Regions from separate parts of the Mus musculus genome. Here region 1 is linked to region 2. The links are chromatin contacts, called in public HiCAR-type maps. All regions are on one chromosome and are shown on one strand. The core of a region is the stretch at or near the end of the contact, and the rest is flanking DNA. Distances in the headings are between cores, read along the strand shown.

Region 1 (3,395 bases), core at 866-3,365, 190 kb after region 2:
GTCTCCACCTCCTAAGTGCTGGGTTAGAAGTGAGTGCCACCATGACTAGTTTCTGTGGTGTGGAGGATGCAGTCCAGGACTTGGTGCACATAAGCAAGCACGGTACCAACTGAGCCACATTCCCAGCCAAAGCGCCACAGATCTTGGGGTTAAGGAGATAGCTCTGTGGTAGAGCACATGATTAGCCTGACAAAGCCTAGCAGTCGTTAACATTTGCCTCTCCCTGGCTCCCAGACAGGTTTCACTATGTAGCTCTGGCTCGTTTGGAACTTCCCATCTAGCGGCTAGCCTAAATTAACAGTCAGGTGACCTACAGGGCCATGTGAACTGGACCAGAGTCTCTGCAGGCAATGCTAACTAGAACTTTGTGTCTCCACATCACCTCAGACTCACGTGATATGTCACCTCTTTATCTACTGGTTTATCTCCAGTGTGCACCCAGCAGATTGAGGACTGGACCTTGCCATCAATACCTGAAGTGGAAACTCTACAACACAGTGGGGCTGAAGACGCCCAGTTCCTGAAATCCCATGGTTATTTTCAACACTGAAGAAACCCCCTAGGAAGCAGTCCCTTTCCATTACCCCTGTGCTCAGGCCCAGGAAACCATTAATGTCCCTTTTGTTTCTGTGGGTGCCTCTTCTGGACATCTTACCGGAATGAGGACTATGAGGTGAGCCTCTCATGGCTGGTTTTTTTTTTTTTTCTTCTGCAGCATATATCAGACACACACACACACACACACACACACACACACACACACACACACACACACACACAGTGTATGGGTACACCATTGCTGTCTTCAGACACACCAGAAGAGGACATTGGATCCTATTTTAGATGGTTGTGAGCTACCATGTGGTTGCTGGGAATTGAACTCAGGACCTCTGGAAGAATAGTCAGTGCTCTTAACCTTTGAGCCATCTCTCCAGTCCCCACTTTATATTCTTTTTTTTTCAGTGAAACAGTATTCCCCTGTCTTAGCTTTGTTTTGTGTAGCTCTGATAACTCCTACAAAAACACCTGAAAGGAGAAAAGTTTCCCGCCCACGGCTGATCCATCATTTTGGGGACGAAAGGTGTCAGGAGCCTGAAGCAGCTGGTTCTTTATAGCCACAGTCAGAAGCAGAAGGCATGGATCTAGTGCTCGCACGCTTGCGCTTGGCTTGCTCTATTTTATACAGTCCAGGATCTCCACTCAGGGAATGGTCTCCATCACAATCAAGAAGTGTCCTCATCAGCCAACTTAGGACAGTTCCCACAGACAATTCCCAGAGGCTCTCATAGGTGTGCCTGGGGCCTACCTCTGAGCTGTCAGGGTCACAGACACGCACATGCGCACGCGCACACAGACAGGCCTCCCACTGTTTATTCATTGCAGTCTTCGGCAGACATTTGAGCTGACCCTACTCTTTGGTGATTGTGAACAGCGTAGGTTTTTGTTTACCTCGTGCATCATCTCCCCCAAAGTGGCTTAGAAAGCACAGGCTACGGTTGAATCAAGTGTTAATTATTTCTATTCCCTTCCTTACATAACAGTCACTTCCAAAAGGCTTGCAGATGGTGGACCACAGGGATGCAGAGAGGCAAACAAGAAGTGGGGAAGGGTGGGGCAGAAATGGGCTGTTTTGTAGCTTTTGTGCTTGAACCAGTGAACTGTGGAGGCTGGAGAGGGACGTGTTTCTGTCCGTGTCTGTGGAAGTCGGCTAACTATCATCAGGCAAAAATGACATATTAAGATGTTGGGAGATGTAAACCAAAGCCAGGTGGAAGAGGCAGGACCCACCTACTAGGCAGAGCTCCGAGGAGAAGGTCATTAAAATCCAATTGTTTCCCCACATTAAATCGCTCAAGTTAGGAGGAACCTATTTTAAATAAAGAGAAAGAAAATAGAGCGGGAGGGTAATTTCTTTTTAATTGTTGATACAACTCAGAATAAATTAAATTGTAATTAAGTTTGTTTACTTATGAGGAGACGAAGTGTGGGCGCTCTGTAGGGGCCTCTTCAGCCTTTTGAAAATAAGACCGCTTTGTTTTCCCAGGATGCTTCCTGGGGAGCATCCAAGTCCTTCGCGACTTCGGCTGCTACGGCGCGTCCTCTAGTGGCCATATGTGGAAGGTCGGGCAACAGCTCTCTTCCAAGAGAGACCGGCCTTCAGTTATGCAGGAAGCCATCTGCAAACTAAGCCCCCAGCTCCCGACAACACACACACTTTTTCTTTCTTTCTTTCTTTCTTTCTTTCTTTCTTTCTTTCTTTCTTTCTTTCTTTCTTTCTTTCTTTCTTTCTTTCTTTCTTTCTTTCTTTCTTCCTTCCTTCCTTTCTTTCTTTCAGGCTGGCCTCAAACTCACAGTGATTTGCCTGCCTCTCCTTCCCAAGTGCTGCAATTAAAGGAGCTCGACACCATCTCCCAGCTATTAGTTTCTAAATATCCGAGGGATGACCTTGAAGTTCTGATCTCCGATCTTCTGATCTTCACCTCTTCAGTGATGAAATGACCGATGCGCACGTACACACACACACACACACACACACACACACATAGGGTGGCCCGGTTGGAAACAAGGGCTTTGTGCGTGCTAGGCAAGCACTGTAAAACCTGAGCTACATCCCCAGTCTCAAGAAAGACCACGAGTTCAAGACAAGTCTAGGCTATAAAGACAGATCCTGTCTCAAGAAAGAAAGAAAGAAAGAAAGAAAGAAAGAAAGAAAGAAAGGAAGAAAGAAAGAGGGAGGGAGGGAAAGAAAGAAAGGATGGAAGAAAAAAGGGATGAAAGGAAGGAAAACAAACAAACAAACAAACAAACAAAAAACCAGAAAGAAAGCTGGGCAGTGGTGGCACACGCCTTTAATCCCAGCATTAATCCCAAATTCACTTGGGAGGCAGAGGCAGGTGGATTTCTGTGTTCGAGGCCAGCCTGGTCTACAGAGTGAGTTCCAGGACAGCCAGGGCTATACAGAGACACCCTGTCTTGAAAAACAAAACAAAACAAAACAAAACAAAACAAAACAAAAAGACAGAAAGAAAAAAAGGAACCGTGTCCAGGCTGGCTGCTTGGATAAAGAACAAGAAAGGGGGGCAGCAACCACATGGTGGCTCACAACCACCCGTGATGAGATCTGACGCCCTCTTCTGCTGTGTCTGAAGACAGCTACAGTGTACTTACATATAATAATAAATCTTTGGGCGAGCAGAGTTGACTGGAGTGAGCAGAGGTCCTAAAAATTCAATTCCCAACAACCACATGAAGGCTCACAACCATCTGTACAGCTACAGTGTGCTCACATACATAAAATAAATAAATAAATAAATAAATCTTAAAAAACAAAAAAGGACAATTGCCATTTTAGAACTACTTCAAGAAACAGGGCTGAGGTAAGCTTGAGACTGCCA
Region 2 (3,504 bases), core at 967-3,466:
TGAGATCACAAGGGGCAAAAATGCCTCCAGACGATTATCTGGTTTATATTAAAAAGTGCAGCAGAAGAGAAAGTAATATTAAAACTGGGAGGCAAAGAATGAACAACACAGACGGATCTAACAGTCATTAGCACCGAGCCAGAGATGAAAGCAGCCCTGACTCCCAGGCACACCTGCAATCCCAGCACTCAGAGACTACAAGCAAGAGAGTGACAAGTTCCAGGCCAGTCTTACCAACAGGGTGAGGCCTTGTCTCAAAAACACAAATGAACCAAAGAAAGCTGTACATTCAATAAAAGCAGTGTTGGAACTGGATATGCTGGCACACACCAATAATGCCAGTTATGGTAATCTAATGGTAGTCTGAAGAAGGAGAATTGCAATTGTTGTACCATATAGCCAGATGCTCCAAAGGACGGGAGGGAAGGAGATGAGCTATGCTCTGTGTCTGGTATGACATGTATTAGTATGTGCTCTCTCTCTCTCTCTCTCTCTCTCTCTCTCTCTCTCTCTCTCTCTCTCTCTCTCTCTCTCTGTGTGTGTGTGTGTGTGTGTGTGTGTGTGTATGTGTGAGAATGGGTGGGTAGGTAGGTGAATGGGTGGGTAGTGAATAGGTAGGTAGATGGATGGGTGAATGGGTTGTTGGGCACAACCTATCCCCCCAGTCCTCAGAACAATCTTGTGGTGGTGGTTTGAATGAGAATGGACCCCAGAGGGTCATATAGTTGAATGTTTAATGTTTGACCCCCAGTTGGAGGAACTGTTTAGGAAAGATTAGTAGGTATAGCCTTGTTGAAGGAGGTATGTCACTAGGATCTGGCTTGGGGTTTTCAAAAGCCCAGTTCGTCCTCACACTCAGTCTCCCCCTCCCTCCCTTCCTCCTGCTCTAGCATCATTCATTCATACCTGCTATCATGTTCCCTGACATGATGTCATGAGCCCACCATCTGAAACTGTAAGCAAGTCACAATTAAGTTCTCTCCGTTTGTTTGTTTGTTTGTTTTTCAAGACAGGGTTTCTATGTATAGCTCTGGCTGTCCTGGAACTCACTTTGTAGACCAGGCTGGCCTCGAACTCAGAAATCCGCCTGCCTCTGCCTCCCAAGTGCTGGGATTAAAGGCGTGTGCTACCACGCCTGGCACAATTAAGTTCTCTTGGTCTTAGAATGTTGTCGCAGCAGTAGAAAAGTAGCTACGACAAACTCTCCTTGACCTGAAGGCCAATGCCAACGATACACATCCTCCCTCCTTCTGAACCTTCTTTCTGTGGCCATGAATAATTTGCCTCATCTCAACAAGGTTTCCAGTCCAGACATAGGTTAATGGCAGCAAACTGTTTCAAGATACTTGTGGTCCTGTGCTGTCACCTAGTGGAAACTCCATGAAACTGCAGAGAGGATGCTTGAAGCACTCATGGGAGCCTGGAGAGAATTTAACAAGACTCATGATGGATTGATAACTGGTTTTAATTTTATTTAACTTTTTATTGATTCTTCATGAATTTCATACATGCAACCCAACCCCACCCATCTCCTTGTTCTCTCGTACTGTCCTTCACCCTTGCAACCTCCCACCAAAAAAAAAAAAAAACCTGGTGTGGAAGCTGCAGTGTGCATGTCCCACAGTACACCCTTTTGTCCATACTCCTTTGCTTGCAAATGTTCATTGCAATGAGTCATTTGTCTAGTTCAAGGCCTCTGGCTTCTGCTACACTATCAATACTGGAAACTTACTAGGACTCCCCTTGGACACCCTACTGTCACCCTGTGTCGTGGAGATCCTGTAGCTTTAGATGTGTAGGACTTGCCCCTTCATGCTCTCCAGCAGTCCACAGATGGAGTTGATATTGGGGTGTGCCAACTCAAAGCCCTGGATCTGGGCCTGGATGGTATCTGAGCTGCTCACCTGCCAGCTCTCCCACACCCACAGCACCAGGGAAAGCTCTCCTGCACTGCAACTGTTAAGGGCAGAGCCAGTTCTCCCACTCTCATGCCCTTGGGCGGCTCTGCCACTTGCTACAGGTGGTAAAGAGTGGGGGAGGGAGCATGTTTCCCCTCACCTATGCCACCACACAACAGATAAGTGGCAGGGCCAGCTCTGCCATGCTCACACCCTTGGGGCCAGTTTACCAACAACTCCCACTACCAGGGCCAGCTCTACTGTGCTTCCTAGGTGAGGTGTAGGACCTGCAGCCGGCTAGGGGTGGATAGGGTGAGCTCTCCTACTCTCCACCTTCATGGCTAGCTCTCCTAGGGCTGGGAGGCAAGGGATGGGGCCAGCTCTGCACAATCCTCATACAATGACAGGGCAGCAGCCCAGACCAGGGACATCTGACTAGCCTTTGGTGGTAACAAAGGACCTAAAGACCAGGACCTCACTACGGCCTTAGGTGGTACTCAAATCAGGCTCCTTGATTCTCTAGTTCTGCCTCTCTTCATTGTGCACATTCTTCTGTTTCTTTCTCTTCCATCTCTCTACCACTTGGTCATCCTAGTGGTGCCCAGTCTCTGGGTGTCTGGGGTCCTCTTAGGAATGGTCTCAGAAGTGCTATACCTTGCCCATGCCATGTGGCACCAGGTGGAAGTTGTCTTGGGCGTGGTTTTGAAATCAGTTTTGAAAGGATGAAAGGATTGGGCTAGTTCAGATATGCAGATCTTGGAGTAAGTGAGCAGTGTACATATCTGGTTATCCATGGAGACAGGAGGGAGCCACCATGAGTCTCCACGTGCGAGTTTGCATCCCCATTCATCACACACCCAGGGCTTCCCCTCTCCTCTCTCCAGACTTCACACTGTGCAACTATAGCCTATGCCAGAAGGTTCAACCATACACAAGGCTTCCCCACACACCCACAGTTAAGACTATTACTTAAGCAAGAAAGACAGCTGTAAGAAGCTAATTAGGAAACCTTCAGAACAAAGAAATTGCTGAAGAAATTGACCTTGGAGAATACTAGGCCAGGACAGCTTAGAAGAGCCCAGGCAGTGACACTCTGAGATTATCAAGGTTTCTAGCAACCTGTCCCAAATGAAAATTGCTGCGTACAAGGGTCAGCCTCCTTCGACTGTGTGCACAGCTGGGAGTGTGTGTGTGCTGAGTGGCTTTAAGCAGCAGTCAGGCAAGGTGACAGACCCAGAGGTGTGACATGGCCAGTGCCCAGCAGTCTTGAAGGAGCAAGAAACCAATGTTTTGTTTGTTGCAAGTCCAGCTGCTCACCACACCATAGTGTGATCAGGTAGAAACCAGGCAAGCTTATTCAAAAGGTCACCAATTCAGAAGCCATTCAGACAAGAGGTTTTAAAAAAAATGCTTTATTTTATTCACACACACATGTTCGCACAAAGAGAGGCCATAAATTCGAGAAATTGAGTAAGAGGAGAGCACATAGGAGAGGTTGAATGAAAAGGACAGGGAGAGAGGCCAACATAATTGTATTTTACTTTCAAAGACTTAAAAAATCAGAAATTTCATTTCATTACTCCATCTCCCCCCACCCCACCCCCAG

What was found. HiCAR-type assays count read pairs that join an accessible place to other places.
Region 1: a contact with region 2 is called in a HiCAR-type map of embryonic stem cells, with 4 times the contacts expected there. The contact joins two enhancer-like sites. A contact is called at or near these places in 5 of 39 promoter capture datasets (the C10 cell line, the HPC-7 cell line, embryonic stem cells and 1 more), 2 of 15 datasets of contacts at CTCF or cohesin (embryonic stem cells and large pre-B cells), 30 of 484 Hi-C or Micro-C datasets (B cells, the Ba/F3 cell line, CD8 T cells and 12 more), 24 of 115 datasets of contacts at active chromatin or transcription factors (the 230-238 cell line, the HPC-7 cell line, the SCID.adh cell line and 9 more) and 4 of 9 other capture datasets (adipose tissue, embryonic stem cells, liver and 1 more).

The regions. Positions count from the first base shown.
Region 1 is chr7:118,295,731-118,299,125 of GRCm38.p6, forward strand. No RefSeq gene overlaps it. Among named protein-coding and RNA genes, the nearest start is that of Gm23229, 18 kb to the left of the region's middle. Within about 2 kb of position 2,116, at least 41 of the 459 cell types and tissues checked have an H3K27ac peak or open chromatin away from gene starts, as enhancers often do. A contact at or near this core is called in the G1E-ER4 cell line, the SCID.adh cell line, bone marrow-derived macrophages and 1 more, where this site is marked.
Region 2 is chr7:118,101,080-118,104,583 of GRCm38.p6, forward strand. Rps15a (ribosomal protein S15A) reads right to left here. Exons shown (of 5, transcript NM_170669.2): 5 at 3,295-3,504. Among named protein-coding and RNA genes, the nearest start is that of Rps15a, 13 kb to the right of the region's middle. Within about 2 kb of position 2,217, at least 107 of the 459 cell types and tissues checked have an H3K27ac peak or open chromatin away from gene starts, as enhancers often do. A contact at or near this core is called in the G1E-ER4 cell line, the SCID.adh cell line, bone marrow-derived macrophages and 1 more, where this site is marked.